Regions from separate parts of the Cyprinus carpio genome. Here region 2 is linked to region 1. The links are chromatin contacts, called in public Hi-C maps. All regions are on one chromosome and are shown on one strand. The core of a region is the stretch at or near the end of the contact, and the rest is flanking DNA. Distances in the headings are between cores, read along the strand shown.

The links. A called contact is a pair of places that touch in the nucleus more often than the background predicts.
Region 2: a Hi-C map of liver shows a contact between it and region 1, with 6 times the contacts expected there. The contact joins the promoter of LOC109048909 here to the enhancer-like site in region 1. A contact is called at or near these places in 7 of 8 Hi-C or Micro-C datasets (liver, red blood cells and skeletal muscle).

The regions. Positions count from the first base shown.
Region 1 is chrA3:13,580,875-13,585,523 of ASM1834038v1, forward strand. All of the region lies in intron 2 of LOC109048909 (bromodomain-containing protein 4-like), which reads right to left. Among protein-coding and RNA genes, the nearest start is that of LOC109049013, 20 kb to the left of the region's middle. Within about 2 kb of position 1,592, at least 1 of the 8 cell types and tissues checked has an H3K27ac peak or open chromatin away from gene starts, as enhancers often do. A contact at or near this core is called in liver, where this site is marked.
Region 2 is chrA3:13,621,029-13,625,788 of ASM1834038v1, forward strand. It overlaps LOC109048909 (bromodomain-containing protein 4-like), which reads right to left and starts at 1,591. Exons shown (of 20, transcript XM_042719273.1): 1 at 1,438-1,591.

The sequences.
Region 1 (4,649 bases), core at 342-2,841:
ACATTTAATTACTGACATGGATACTAGCATTTTTTTCTTCCATATTGTTAAGTGCATCTGAGTGAAATGGACCATCGAAAAAGAAAAACAGGGTGGGGACTTGCATGGTTCTGTGCATATGTTGTTAATTGGATGGAGGCAGATGAGAATGAGAGCTTGCAGTCGATTGTAATAAAAGGGCCAGCGTTTAAGCCAACTAAATGATTGGAGAATTCAGGCATGTGTCATCAGAGAAAAGACTGTCATTTCACTGGAAGATCAAGTTATTACTTCAAATTACGAGGTCAAAAAAATGCATAGATAAACTGATCAATAACATGCATTTATAGAAACTATATAGGGAGAATTTATTTCATGCTGACTTTAACATTGAAACCTGAATCCTCGATTCTGCTGATACCTAAAAACTTCTATGCTTATCTTTACTCTCACTTGTCATGTTTCTGTAATATTTTTTTTTAAATAAAAAAGGTAGTGCAACAAACAATTCTATTAGTAACCAGTTACTTAAATTCCATGAAAAATGCTGTTTACTTCACATTTTCAACAACATTTTTGATGTGAAAAATCTAGTGATAACGGCAAAAGTTATCTGGTACTGGTATCGACTACTGAAATTGACAAGCGGAAGAAAACGATCATTTGCTTTAGAACTTAACGCCATAGAATATAGCTTTCAAATTTGCATTAGGTGATTTCCATTACAGAAAAGTATGCTTATTGAAAACAAGCCCTATGGCTTACTATGGGCTGGCCAATGACTGGCAGTTTGTTTTGATAAGATGATCAGATAATTGTGCTTGAGTAAGGGAAAAACAGAGAGAGAGAGGGAAGAGGAGAAGAGAGAGTGCGAGCGCACATTAGTGTCAGCTCATCAACACGACGTGACCAGGTGACCTCACCTCCAAATTAAGCTCCATCACAGAGTAATGTGGCAGAGTACAGCCGGAGTGGAGCTCAGCAGACGAAACCATTCTGCACCTCCACAATCAATTCTTGTTCCTCAGCCAGTTGTTTTTCGATTGAAGCATGTTAAAGGTCAGCCTTGTAATTTATTACCAAAGGAGGGCCCAAATATCTGTCTCTCTAGTAATCACACCCCCACCACTACTACTGCTGCCTGGGTAATCTGGCAATCCCCACACTTACACTTCCTGCTAATGAAACCTCATGTCACCTCATACTGCTGTCTAGAGCCTTCGATTTAATCTTTCTACAAGCTCACAGGCTTTCAACTTGTAAACAACAGTAATGCAGCACTACTACCGAAAGTATTACTTGGATGACTCAACTGAAAAATGCTTCAGGTTTAGACCGCAGTAAATAATCAGAACGGGAACATTCAGCGTGAACTGGATGTCTCTGTGTTTAAAGAAATGAGAAAACCAGATCAGAGGAATGTGTTGTGACATCTGATGAAGTGTGCGGACAGATTGCTACTCCCCGACAGCATGTATCTCACTGTAACACAAGTGCTGTAGTGACTCACTGGCACAGTCCCCCAGTCTCCTGTCAAGTCCCCCAGTCTCCTGTCAAGGCTTCATAAAACATGATACACCAGAATGCATTCAGTCAGGATGAGTCCACAGTGACTGCCATTCCTGAATTAAGAATGACTGAGGTGGAAAAGAAAACAACACAATATTCACCTAGAGTAATCTGAATAACAAATTGTCAATCTGAATTTGCTACAGTAGTATGATGCAAAATGAATCCAGTCTTTCAAAGCGTCCTCCAGTGTGGTTTTCTGTAGTCAAATTAGGGGTATTTACCGCTGCAGGTCAGATAATGAAAAGGAAGTGAACTTGTGTTCTGCATATAATGTACACAAGCTTTGGATGTTTTAAAAACAGTAGTGTTATGATGATTTTATAGCACAGCAGCTGCCAAGTGTCCTGCACCAGGCCCACAGAAAAGCCAGGCACATCTCTCACTGACACACTTCATTTCACTTCTCTTTTAGATTCTTGTTACAGCATTCAATCATGATATTAGGCCATTCAGTGGGTTTCAATTAGTGGTTGACTGATATATTGCCAAGGCCGATATATCGGCCGATATTTGGCATTTTTCAAATATCGGCAGATAAGTTTTTCTGTTTGGCCGATGCGTTCATGGCGGGATTTTAATTTGACGGCGCTGAGAATGCAGCACCTGAACACTTAGTGCTTACATTCTCCCTCTTGTTTGCTGTCGTTGTTAACAGTTCTGTCTAATATGGATAGACGTCTGTCTAATAATCAGATAGAATGGTTAAACAAATGAATTAAAATGTATTCAAAAAAAGTATTATAAAGATTGCTTTTATATTGTTAGTAATAGAAAGGCAAACATAATACTTTCTCGTTTGCCTTCAGCATTCAGCAAATAAGCTTTTACATCATTTAAACAAATCTTTGAATGACTAATGAACATCTAATTTCAAAAACCTTGCAAACTTAGTCGAATCCAGCTGTGAGATCTTATGAAGTGTGGATGTGTGTCCTGCATGATCGCGTGTTCTCTGTGTGACGGTCGGTCCGTGTGAATTGAATGCTGACAGGAGGAGAGTTCAGCTTCACTGACAAGCGCGATCGACAAACTTTAAACTTATCTTTGCCATACTTGAGATCTACATGTACTACTATATTACAAGTACTCAACAAAGACTAGAAAATAAATCTATAGTGTGTAGTTGGGGGGAAATGGCTAATTTTTCTTTCTAAATATCTGTTGGAATCAGCAGCTGAAATAGTTTTGGAAAATTCTGAAATTGCATCAATGGCACATTTCAACTACAGAACATCAATATTCAACAAAAGGTGGCAAGTTTGGTGGTATGAAATAAACATACAAACTGAGCATAGAACAAATGGAATATAAATAATAGTTTTGTACTTTCAGTAAACTATGGGGTTTCTATTATCCAATGCAGACCTGTCAAAACTCAGTACATTCAGTGTTCAGAAGCAATCCAGGATCTGCAATGAAGTTTCCTGGACTGGCCAACAGTCTGTGACTGTATAACTTCAGAACAGGATGTGTTTGAAAAATTGTTCTTAAAAGTGTGTTTGAGGGTAAATATTTATTTTGCGTCTGGCAGAGCCTGTAGCTGGGTTTACCAGCATCTTCATGTTGTGGATCTCTGGAAAGCCCAGGATGTGGACGTTCAGCTCAGAGTTAACTTCACTGCTCCAATTAGCTCTGTAATGGGGGACATCATGTTCAAGTCGGTACACAAAGAGCACAAGAATAATCTTCAGCCCAAGGCCACAAGCACACACACAAAAGCGCGGAGCTAAAAATACACCCAACTATGGAGAAAATGCAACCAAAATGGGGTGGGCTGGGACGGAGCTGAATTACCCCGCAGTAGGGCTGGGTAGGAGCAATAATTCATATCTCTGTATTTTTTGTCTGATTTGCGATAAATGCTATACATCTCCGTAGTTTGCATTTGGATTAAACAAATAAAGTGAATGTAACCATGTAGGCATACAGTGGTGAAAATAATTATTTGATCCCCTGCTAATTTTGTAAGTTTGCCCACTTAAAATAAATGTTATGGTAGGTTTATTTTAACTAATAGAGACAGAATAAAAAAAAAACAGATTTACATTTCAGTGATATGTAAGAGGATCATTTTTACAGATCCTCTCTAAATCCTTAAGGTTTCTTGGCTGTCTCTTGGAAACTCGAAGTTTCAGCCATTTGCAGTGTTCTGGCTGAGGGAAGGAGGATCTCGTCCAAGATTTGGGGAAGTCATGGCCTAATGGTTAGAGTCTGACTTCTAACCCCAAGGTTGTGGGTTCGAGTCTCGGGCTGGCAATACCACGACTGAGGTGCCCTTGAGCAAGGCACCGAACCCCCAACTGCTACCCGGGCGCCACAGCATAAATGGCTGCCCACTGCTCCGGGTGTGTTTTCATGGTGTGTGTGTGCACTTTGGATGGGTTAAATGCAGAGCACGAATTCTGAGTATGGGTCACCATACTCGCCATATGTCACGTCACTTTCAAGATTTTACAGTACATGGCCCCGTCCATTTGCCCCTCAATGCGGTGAAGTCATCCTGTACCCTGAGCCTTAAAGCAGCCCTAAAGCATAAGGTTTCCACTTCCGTCCTTGACTGTAGGGATGGTGTTCTTGGAGTCATAGTCAGCATTTCTCTCCCTCCAAACACGACGAGTCGAGTTAATGCCAAAAAGCTCAATTTTGGTCTGACCACAGCACATTCTCACAAGCCTTCTCTGAAACATTTAGATGGTGCTGCTGCTTGTTGGTAGAGAATGAAATACTTATTTGACTCACTAAAATGTAAAAAAAAAAAAAAAAAAAAAAAAAAAAAATTACATTTGTATGCTGCTTTTTTGATTTTCTCTCTATCAGTTAAAATAATACCATAAAAAAAAATTCTTTAAGTGGGCAAACTTACAAAATCAGCAGGGGATCAAATAATTATTTTCCCCACTGTATATTATGTGCAAAAAAGGTTAAAATCACATTACATTCTAACATTTACACTGCAATCTAAAAACAAAAATAACGGTTTTAAAGCAGAAGTTAAATTTACTAAACTAAAAAAAGAAAATAAAAAAACCACAGACTAATTGAATAAAAAGGCTATTTTGATTACCCCCATTAGTTCTGTTTTTATGGGTATTTGCGAT
Region 2 (4,760 bases), core at 341-2,840, 40 kb after region 1:
AATTCTCTAGAATATAATAAACCCCAAACCTTAATACAATTTCACAGTCACAAACGGAACCTGACACCAATTCACCTCGAATTCCAACATAACGATATTTAACAAGCGAGCAAAAACGCTTAGCGCCTAAACTCACCGCTGAACACAAAAACAAGTTAACACTAGGAAACCTGTCAGTCATTCAGCAGCTGTCAATCACACATCTATGATGTCAGATAAACACAGATCTGCTTCGCTCACGAGTTCAGGTGAATAACTAACAGCGTTCACTGAATGCACTTAATATACTGAGCGTCTAAACCTGTCCATAAGTAGATATATCGGATATTTCTGCTGCAAAATCGGAGGATTTAACGTTACTCAGTAAATCTGAGCGCAAACCGAAAGCGCTGCGAGGCTAATAACACTGCTCCAAACTGATGCCGTTTTCACAAAACGCACTTTAATGTAAGGAATAGTAACTTTAATAAATGCGGAAAGATGAAACTAAAACATGACTAACGTCACTGACTCACGCACATTTTGTTTTAATAAAAATGTAGAGGTTGTGTGTTTCTCCGTTACACGGAGGAGCAACACAAAATGGCGACTGCGGGCAGCTCAGAGGAGTGCTTATGCTCAAAGTCGCTAAAACACCTAGGGCCACACCATTATAGTACCATTAAACGAGTTTATAGTCATGCAAAACATTTGTTAAGGCAATGTAATGCGGTTGAGAGACTGTAACAGGCATTAAAAGCGGGAGAGTGCGCTGCACGTTTCCTTCGTCCCGCTAAAGATGCTAACGGTGTACGACACGGACTCGTCCGGCGTGTGTACTTATCAGTGTGTGTGCGTGCAATCAAAACAACACTCTACACTCAACACCCAGAGCTTCAAGCGAGCGCGGCCCGTTATTAAAACACGTCTGTCAATGTCAGACGCTTGAGACGAGCGCGGATCACATGAACCCGACTAAATTAATCTGACTTTGCGTAACGTGTGCGCTTATTCTCGTTCAATTTTACGTCAAATCTTCCAGCATTCCCGCACAGGGAAACGTGAGATTATCGCGCAGCTCGGCCGTCAAGCTGCGCAGAGCAGGGATGCGATGCTGTGCTAGCACTGGACAGCAAACGGCCTAATGCTAATAAACAACCTCGGAGCCCTCCGTTAGCCGCTCTCTTTGACGTACAAGGGATAATTCGGCGCTAAAACGCAAAAGCAACCAGCACAAGAACGAAGTAACATCCAAACTGACCCGTTATCATGAATGGGGATGTCTCTCCGAGCTGTTAGCTTTAGCACTCAGCGACGCACAGGCCGCTTTCCCCGCGCGCACCAGACAATCATTTCAGCGCTGAATCGCGCGCTTGACCGCTGCACGAAACGACGCCACACACGCCGGGACCTTTAAGAAGAGCTAAACGCTTTGCACAAGTCTGCTTGTGTATTTACCTTCGTTATTTTGTTGTGAGGGCGCGCGGGCTCTTTCTCTCCCACAATCCAGAACAAACAGCTCGAAACGTCGGTGACGTCATGCGCGCGGAGGACGCACAGGACGTGAGGACCGTGAGCGCTGCTGTCACACGTGTGTGAAAGCTCGCTTAAAACCGCTCCGCTCTGATCTCTTCCGTCTGCTGTGTGAAGATCGGTGTTAACAGTGCAATCAAAAGTGCGTGATTAAATAGTACGATTTAAATAAACTACATATATGCGCCGAATTGAGTCTATTAATAAAGTAACTTAAAATTATCTATCTATTTATCTATCTATCTATCTATGAACAAGACTCGATTCCCCCTTAAAGACATAAAAACAAGTAAGGGGTCATAAAAAAAATTCTTGTAAATATGAAGATTAATTTCTACAGCTCTGCCTGAGTTTAAATTGTAATTTTGGACGCCCCTGAAATGGGTCATTCCATTAATATTAACAGTTGAACTAAAGAAAAACCAGCTCATTTAAGCACATTCATTTATTGCATGGAGCAAGAGCTACAATGTTTACAATGAAAATGCACTGAGATTTCAATCACAAAGAGAGTGCACCATGACCCAGAGAAAGAGAACAAATAGGGTTTATATATATATATATATATTATATATATATATATATATATATATATATATATATATATATATATATATATACTGTTTTATGTGTTATTCGGCATAATATTGTAGGGTTAAACATTTTTGAAAAATAACACCCATGATATTTTTTATAATGAAAAGTGGGGCCTATTCTCAAAATAATACATTTTACAATATAATTTAAGACTTTATAAAAAAAACTGAGATGTATAAAGTATATTTTTTTCATAGACCGCAGATGCATATTCATGTTTGTCATTTTAAAGTCATATTTCGCGGAAAAGTAGGCTACGTATTTTTGATGTGTGCAATCTGCTCAACCACTTTGGACAGGAAAAATTAATGTAATTTAGTTTTAACTAAAATAAATAAATACCTAAATAAATAAATAAATAAATTAGGAATATAAATATAAAGGCTACATATATACATTCAAGTTAAGATAATAAAAAAAGAGGCTTGTATTTAAGCCAGTCTCCCAGACCATGTATTTGTTCAGTGACAGTTGTTTATTTTGAAAGGTGAACTTCTCTGAAGTAGAGGGACATTTGCTACACAGATCCCGTGTCTCTCTGATTATTAAAATTAGTCATGCAGTGCAATACTTTGATGCACCTACTTTTATTACCAACACAACTAAGATTATTAATTCTCTCTTCAGTATATTAAATGCTTGTGTTCAGCACAGCTGGAATCACTGCTTGTGTGGTTTTCATGGCCTGGATTTAGGGATCCCTATGGGACCGTCCGAAAGAAACCCCCAGACTGCCTGAAAGACCCTGCACTTGGTGAGCATGCCTATCTGAAGGGCACAGAGAGAAGATTTATAATGAAGAATGTAAAAAAATGTAAGGCCTATCTGATGAATTTAAAAGCACTTAACAAAGTAATATGCACAAGGTCATTAGATACTCTGTCGAAGATGTGAATAAAACGATTATTGGAGTAAGAAAAATACTATTTCAGTCTTTCGACTTCAAGATTTCACTTTAATTCAATGTGTTACTTCCGGTGTTGGGCAGTAGTTACTATTAACTAGTTACAGTAATAATATTACTTTTTGCAGTAACTAGTAGTGTAACTAATTACTAATTTCTAATAATAAAATAATAAAAAACTAATAATTTCAGTAATAATATTACTGAAATTACTTAGTTCCTTTTGATGCCTCAACCCCTACTGATTTAAAATCCAACAATCCAATAATTCCTGGATTTATTTTGATAATTGTCACAACTTGAACAGGCACACGAAGTCACCAGTGCATAATTAAAAATCTTGTGAACTTATGTGATTTCTTTTGATAAAATACTTCATGAAATATAATCATAAATGGGTAACAGAAATTATAACTACAATTAGCTTCAAGCTACACGTGACAATTAATACAACACTTTTACTTAAAAGTCACTATCAGTCACAACTGAATGTTTGTAAAAACGTCTGACGGGGATCCAATGTAGATTTTGGTCAAATGATGAGACAGAAATATATTATTAGCAACATTTTAGAAGGATTTTATGGGGAAGATACACAATTACAACTTTTGTGGTGCGTGAAGGAACAGTAATGTAACTAGTAGTGTAACTAGTTGCTAGAAAGTAAGAAGTAAAGTAATAATATTACCTTTGAAAGGGGTAACTAGTAACAAGTATAAATTACTTTTTTTGAGTAACGAGCCCAACACTGGTTAGGCTACTTCCCGTTTCTTTGTAATTATCTAGGACATTTACTAGCAATTTCTGAGTGTAATTTGTTTTAAAGTAAGTCATATTTTTTTCTGTGTGATCTGTGTTCGTTCTTTAGTTAAAACGGTGAATGAAAGGCTAAATAATGATCGTCCATATCTTGTGCTCTTGCGCCACCTGTGTTTAGACGATGAACACGACGCTTTAGTCTTTGATGAAATCACACGGAGCAGCGTGACAAGCAAACTCAGTGTTAATCTTTCTCAAATGTGATTTTTATTTAATATTGGTGGAATAGGAATTGAAAAGAGTGGCGAGGTATTCACAAGTTTTATTTATTGATTTTTTTACTCAGTCGGTCTGTACCTGCAATGTTTTGACCTCTTGTTGTGACATTTCTTGGTATTTTTACCCTTCAGACTCCGGCTTGAGGTTTCATTATGTAACCAAATGAGACCACAGAAAGTCCCTAATGTTGTTCCATGGTTTCCCCGAAAACTGTTTACGTCCTCCTTTAATTTTTTTCTCTCTGCTTATTTTACGTTGTAGATCTGATGCAGTAAGTTTTGTAAAGTGTTTCTGCATATCGTTTTGTGAAAGCATACAGACATTTCAGAAATAATGTTACAGATTATTCTTTTATTATATTATATCAGAATGTTGTTGCAATTTGGATATATTATATTATGTTGTTTTATATTTATATAAAATATATTATCATTTTAAATTACTTAATATATATGACCTGCAGCTACTCCTGGCGTTACCAATTACAGGAATTCAGTAGTCATTACCACACGGTGGCGCTAGATGCGCGTGGCTGTGGAGATTCTGACAAACTGAAGACACTCTTATATGACATCAGAGACACCATCGATGAACTGGGCACTTACTGACTATATCACAAATGTATAGTAGAGGCCCCTGACCATAAATTAAGGTAGGATAGATTCTGGGTCGTACCGGAGGTTATATGTTTAACCAATGATCAGTGTTG